Linked DNA regions of Rattus norvegicus: region 1 is linked to region 2. Evidence: chromatin contacts called from public Hi-C data. All regions are on one chromosome and are shown on one strand. The core of a region is the stretch at or near the end of the contact, and the rest is flanking DNA. Distances in the headings are between cores, read along the strand shown.

Region 1 (2,948 bases), core at 310-2,809, 44 kb after region 2:
TAAAAGCACTGGATGCTTTTTCAGAGGACCTGGATTCTATCCAAAGCACCCACATGGCAGATCGCAACTGTCTGTGACTGCAGCCTAAGATGACCCGACTCCTGGCATTTGAAGGTACTGAACTGAACTCATGTTGTGCACATGCATGCAGACAGGAAAGGCATACACAAAATGATACATTTTTAAAAGTAAACTCTGCATTAGCTAAAGCCGCACAATCTTTCTCTTCTGGGGTAGCACTGCAGTCTAAGAACCAGTTTTAGTCTTTAGCTTTGGTGTAGGCAGTTAGTATGAACAAACGAAAACCAGAACTGGTAGGACTCTACAGTCATAGAGTAGCAAACCAGGGGACACTGGTTTGCCTTTTGAAATTTTAACTAGCATGGTTCCCACTAAGAACGAATGCAGAGGACAGAATCAAACAGCAGACCAGAGACAGAAATCTGGGTGTTCAGAACTCATCTTGGTTCACCATCTAACTGTGCAAGCTTTTTCTTCAGGCAACTCTGACACAGAAATGGAGAGTCTGTTTTATTAAGTCTGAAAACAGATACTGAAGGCATAAAGAACTACATATCCCCATAGCAAGTCAGGCCTCACACATACAGGAAGATATTTAATAAACATCTCAGAATAAGTGATCCTTTAAAACTCCTTTCCTGTCAATATTATGTCAAACTTCAAGATAAGTGACCGTCACCAATCAAGCTGGGTCACATATATCACTTCAGAATTTGATTAACAAATAGCTTCAGGAAGCCCAAGACATTTGTTTTACTTTAAGTATTAAAACTCTAAGTACCTTAAATTCAAATTCATAACTGCTTTTCAAAAAGAAAAACAAGCAAAAAATTAAATCCTTCTAAATAGGATTTCCAATTACATGTTCACTCCTTCTTCAGTCAGCAGGATGTAAATCAAGAAGAGATGACCAAAATAATGAATTTCAACCTAATATGCAATTACTTTGGCAGAAAAGAAAGTATGGTCAAGAGCCCACTGTGGCCTTAACAGCTTCCAGAGCAGCACTTCCTCCGCCAGGCTAGGCTCCCTGCTGCTGGCACGGGCAGCCTGTTCCCAAGTGCTCCCTTCTTCTGGCTGTTAAGATTTCCTCTCCTCTCCATCTTTTTTTTTTTTTCCCAAAAGGTTCTGGGCATGATTCCAGATACCACCCACGTTGTGGTGAGGTGGGGGAAGGAACTTCAGTAACACTTGCAGATTTTTAGATAAAAAACAGAGAAGCAGTTGTAGCAAGCTAGAAATATTTCTTCGGCAACCTGAGATTAATAGGCATAACCTCTCCTTGTATTAATAAAGCTTATCAGCGGTCTAAAGCTTAGCAAAATCTTTCCCATCTAAAAATAGTAGTCTATGGCAAGTAGCTTACTACTCTGTGCAGTGCTCCTAACACCCATCTCTCAGATAATGGGTATCATCTGTTCACATTTCAAGTAGGCAGTGTTAACTCAAGTGATGGCACAGCGGGTAGCTGTCTGTAAGGTGGTACAGCAGCACACAGATGCTTGATGTCCTTGTCCTCTCTGCTACCCTGACTACAAGCTGCAGAGACTTGTCTCACAGCAGCTGCTACAGAGTGCAGTGGTCTGCCAGATTCTTCCAGGACTCTAACTCTACAGGATCTTTCTAGCTAGCAGCTGTTTCTCCCTTGGTGGAAGGAATCTTTGCATGCTGTTCACCTTTATGCTGTAAATAAGGATACCACTGCCAAAACCAACTTCTAGTTTCTAGTGAAACCAGATCTAATAGCAGCTTTCTGTTTGGGTTAAACTCAGAGTAGTTAAGTGGAAAAAATATGGTAATTTGGATAAAAGAAAACCCAAAACAATTGCAAAAGCATGGTTTGTATTATTTCTTATTGTTATGATTTCCTCCAACCATAAGGTTTTCACTGGGGTGCTTTGCATCAGGTAGTAAGCTCAGGGAAGAAAGGAGGAAAAGTAGACAAAATTTCCAAAGTATCACTCATCTCCACTCTCAGACTAACAGCATATCTGAGAAAGGACAGGCAACATCAACCACTCTCCTATGAGCACATCCAAACAGATGTCTACTTGCTGCATCTTCAGGCCAGTATACAGCAGTATAGTACTTATCAGTATAGTGTGCTATTTCAGTATACAGCAGTATAATACATATCAGTATTGTGTGCTATTTTAAAGCACAACTTATGATGGTTAGACTGACTTCTCTGTAACACTGAGGCTCACTAAGAAAAGCTTAACCTAATAATTTGGGTTCATTATGGTGGGTATAGGGAGTGATCTATAAGATGGTATAGTACTTACTAAGACAAAGACAACACAGACAACCCAAAAAAGTTATAAACTTCAAAAGAAAAATAATTATAATTACTTGTTTAATTGATCTTACTCATTTTTACTACCCAAAGTTGAGTTTCCTTCTGAAAATGTACAGTCTACACACTCAGAAGTAAATACCCTAGCTGCCCTCCCTCCTTCCCACACCTAATTCAAAATTCCCTTCTCTCTCTTCAATTACAGGAAATTAAAAGCTACCAGAGCACTACTATGACCCTATGGTTAATTGACACTGAGCTACCAGAGCACTACTATGACCCTATGGTTAAGTGACACTGATCAGGACCATAGACTACGGTTTATTATATTGTTCTAGTCAATGTTGTAGTATATTCTTTAGTCAACACATTCGCTTGGCACTAAGTACCCACTTCATCCTACGGAAGATGCTGGAAGAAATAAGGCTCTCTAAAATCTGGGTATGTGCTCTGGCTCCCCATATAGTAGTAACAGATGGCTTTGCGATGAACTTTCACTACTCCACTAGGAACATGCTGGCTACTATAACCACACACACAAACATGGAAGTCTACTTGTTGTATCTTTAAAATCTAAATTTCAGGCCATTTTAACGTGCTATTTTAAAGCAGCTTTTCAAATAGTTAAGTA
Region 2 (3,034 bases), core at 472-2,971:
GTGTGTACAAGTGCCCATGGAGGTCAGAAGTGGGGTACTGAATCCTTACGAGCTGGAATTGTGAGCCGCCCAACATGGCTGGTGGGATCCTCTGAGAGAGCAGCAAGTGCTTTAAACCACTAAACTATCTCTCCAGCCCACTCAAACGTTTAAAAAAGAAAGTTGGGTGACTGGAGAGATGGCTCAGCAGTTAAGAGCACTGACTGCTCTCCCAGAGGTCCCGAGTTTAAGTCTCAGCAACCACATGGTGGCTCACAACCATCTGTAATGGGCTCCGATGCCCTCTTCTGGTGTGTCTGAGGTCAGCGACAGTGTACATAAAATAAATCTTTAAAAAAAAAAAGTTGAGGGTGTAGCTCAATTCTCAGGGTCCTCTTTAAAAAAATTGAACAAGTCTGGCCATTAAAGGTCTCAGAAACTTAACTTTGATACTCCTCCATATTCGAGAGATCACTGAAAGTAACCACTGATCCTCCACCATTCCACAATAAAAGATTCCTAAAAGGTTCATCTTTTTCAAAAAGGCCACTCTAAGCTCATCCTCTCTACTCTGTTCATTTGTGACATGTTTTATCAGAAGTTGAGCCTGCAACAACAACAAAATGCTTGAAAGGAACTGATTTCAGAGGATTAAAGACAGTATCTTTAGTCTCTGGTACGAGCTGGAGCATCAAATTTGAATTTGAGGAATTCCTTCTCAGTAAGTGCCTGGCTGCTCATCACACTGGAAATTGTCTCAGGTGGAGGAGATTGCATAGTAAGCGCTCTGGGAATGAATGTGCTGATTAAGAAGCCCTGAAATGCTGCGACGACGATGGGGTGTGTGTTCATTCATGAATTCTGCAAACGGAAGCAGTGGGAGGAATTTTAACTTGGGGTGAGGCGAATAGCTCCAGACTGCGCGGGCAAAGGGAATCACAGCTCACTAGCAAGAAGGAGAAATCCTGCGCCCTTTGTGTACTTCTAATCCTTAACAGCTCAGCACTGGGCTCACTGGGCATACTAAATATGCTTTGCAACGTCTGGCCGCGGTTTGATCCTGCATTGACTAAAATTCGGAGGGAAAGCCAGTGTGCTCTCTCGGCTCCTCTCATAACCTGGGGCCGAGCAGCACAGAGAGAGAAGCTGCTCTGTCCTAAGCGCCGGCTAAGCTCTCCTGGGTCCCCGGCGTCGCCCACCACCCTCCTAAGATTAGAGGCCGGAAACGATGAGGGGCTAACAATCCAGCAGACCACCGACTTTGCATCCCAGGAGGGCTGTGCCTCAGGCCACGCCCCCGAGGGCAGACCCGCGGTCCCCGGCTTCAGGATCTTCTCCCCGGGCCGCAGCAGAGTTTGTGACACGGCTCCCGGCTTTCCTCCCCGGGGCCGTGGCGGCTGCCAGCCTCGATAAGTGCACGGTTCTCAGTCAAGTGACAGCTCGTAAGCCCCCTGTCATGCCACCCGGAAGTCCGGCTGGTCTCGGATGCCGCCCCGGGACCCCCTCTGCCACCCGCCCGATGCCAGCCTCGCCCCCCTGTAGCTCTGACCTCCGAGTCTTTGCGTTGGTTGCGGTTGAACTCGCGGGCTTTGCCCGCCGGCAGGAGGCCTCCGGCGGCCCTCGGCGCCCCAGGAGGAGGCTGTGCGGTAGCTGGCGGCGGCGGAGGTGGCGGCTGGGGTTGCTTGTTGTTCACAATCAGAGGGCCGGGACCGGCGGCTGCCGGCTCCATCTTGGCTGCTCCACACCCCCGGCTCAATTCGCGGATGGCCTCCGTCAAGCAACTCTCGCGTGATTTCCTCCAGGAAATTTCCCCAATCGCCATATTCAGTGTGGCTGCGTGTGTTGAAAGCCGCAGCTGCCAATCACCTCCCGAGGTCTTTCCCTTCTTTGTCATTTAGTTTCTCCTCCCCTCCTTCCTGTGGAGCTAAGCCAGAGGCGTGCGGTTGGGCTCACAGGAACCCCTTTAGATGTCTTTTTATCTGTGAGACTTAATGGCCCTCCCTGTTCAAGGTGAGGCAGGATGAAAGGGGAAATTAGGGAGACATCAGTAGAGAAAGGAATCCCTTACTCATGGGTCTAGTTGAAGAGTTTTACTAGCAAAGAATTTCTGTACAATTAACTACTGGTTGTGGCTTTTCCCCCACCTTCCAACTGAAAAGTCTAGGACTTTATATAAGAAACGCCTGTGCAACCCTAGGGACTCCTGGTTTTACTTTATCAGATTATAATTCTATCCAAGGTACCTCTAGAGCCACGTTCATAATCTCACTTATCAAAAGAGACAAAATGCACAGGAGTGGAATTGGGATTTCTTAGCCTTATAACTTGAGAACCACCAAAAGGTGTGTATGGCTAATACTAACTGAAAAGTCTCCCTTAGGGAGGTGATCCCCACACTCTAGGATGTCTTACTTCCCTTCCTTTTAGCACCTTTCTTCTAACCCTCATGCCTAAAGGCTATGTTAGATTATCTTTACTACAAGTCCCAACTCTGCTTCAGAATGGATAAGCTTGAAATTCCAAGACACAAGTTCTGGTTTGAGGCATACACATAGTGCAAAGATATAGACGCAGGCAAAAGACAAACAAACAAAAACCACATACACAGTCAAAAATCCAAATTTGGATTCTGGTTTGGCCTGAGTTGATGTCCCTAAAGGATTAGGGGAATTCCTTGTGGGGCTGAGGGTGACAGTATGGACTTGTATCTGTCCCCAAACCACTGACAAATACTTTAAGGACATAATAATGAGCAAAACTAGAATTCTAGTCTTCGTGGAGTTTTCATTCACATGGGAGGAGAGAAATGAATAAATAAAACAGAAAATGAAAATATAACAGAACTCATGGGGTAAGTGGAGTATGTTTAATAATCTCTTAGAAATGACCCTTGCTAGAAAGCATTAACTCCTTGCTTTTCTGCCTTCATTTTGTAGCTGTCTCATTTTCTCTGAGTTACCTGCTCACCCTATATTCACTCAAGGAGCAATTCTCGAAAAACTGGCATCACACCTCATTCTCCTTCATGTCTGAGTGCCAAACACATAGGAGTAAC

The links. A called contact is a pair of places that touch in the nucleus more often than the background predicts.
Region 1: a Hi-C map of the A7r5 cell line shows a contact between it and region 2, with 2.2 times the contacts expected there. The contact joins the enhancer-like site here to the promoter of Strip1 in region 2. A contact is called at or near these places in 3 of 12 Hi-C or Micro-C datasets (the A7r5 cell line, frontal cortex and kidney).

What each region holds. Positions count from the first base shown.
Region 1 is chr2:197,998,687-198,001,634 of GRCr8, forward strand. The region is part of intron 1 of Ahcyl1 (adenosylhomocysteinase-like 1); the gene reads right to left. Among named protein-coding and RNA genes, the nearest start is that of Ahcyl1, 16 kb to the right of the region's middle. Within about 2 kb of position 1,560, at least 41 of the 93 cell types and tissues checked have an H3K27ac peak or open chromatin away from gene starts, as enhancers often do.
Region 2 is chr2:197,954,794-197,957,827 of GRCr8, forward strand. Strip1 (striatin interacting protein 1) reads right to left here and starts at 1,722. Exons shown (of 21, transcript NM_001399218.1): 1 at 1,529-1,722. The coding sequence starts at 1,708. LOC134485949 (a long non-coding RNA gene) reads left to right here and starts at 1,533. Exons shown (of 2, transcript XR_010064385.1): 1 at 1,533-1,853.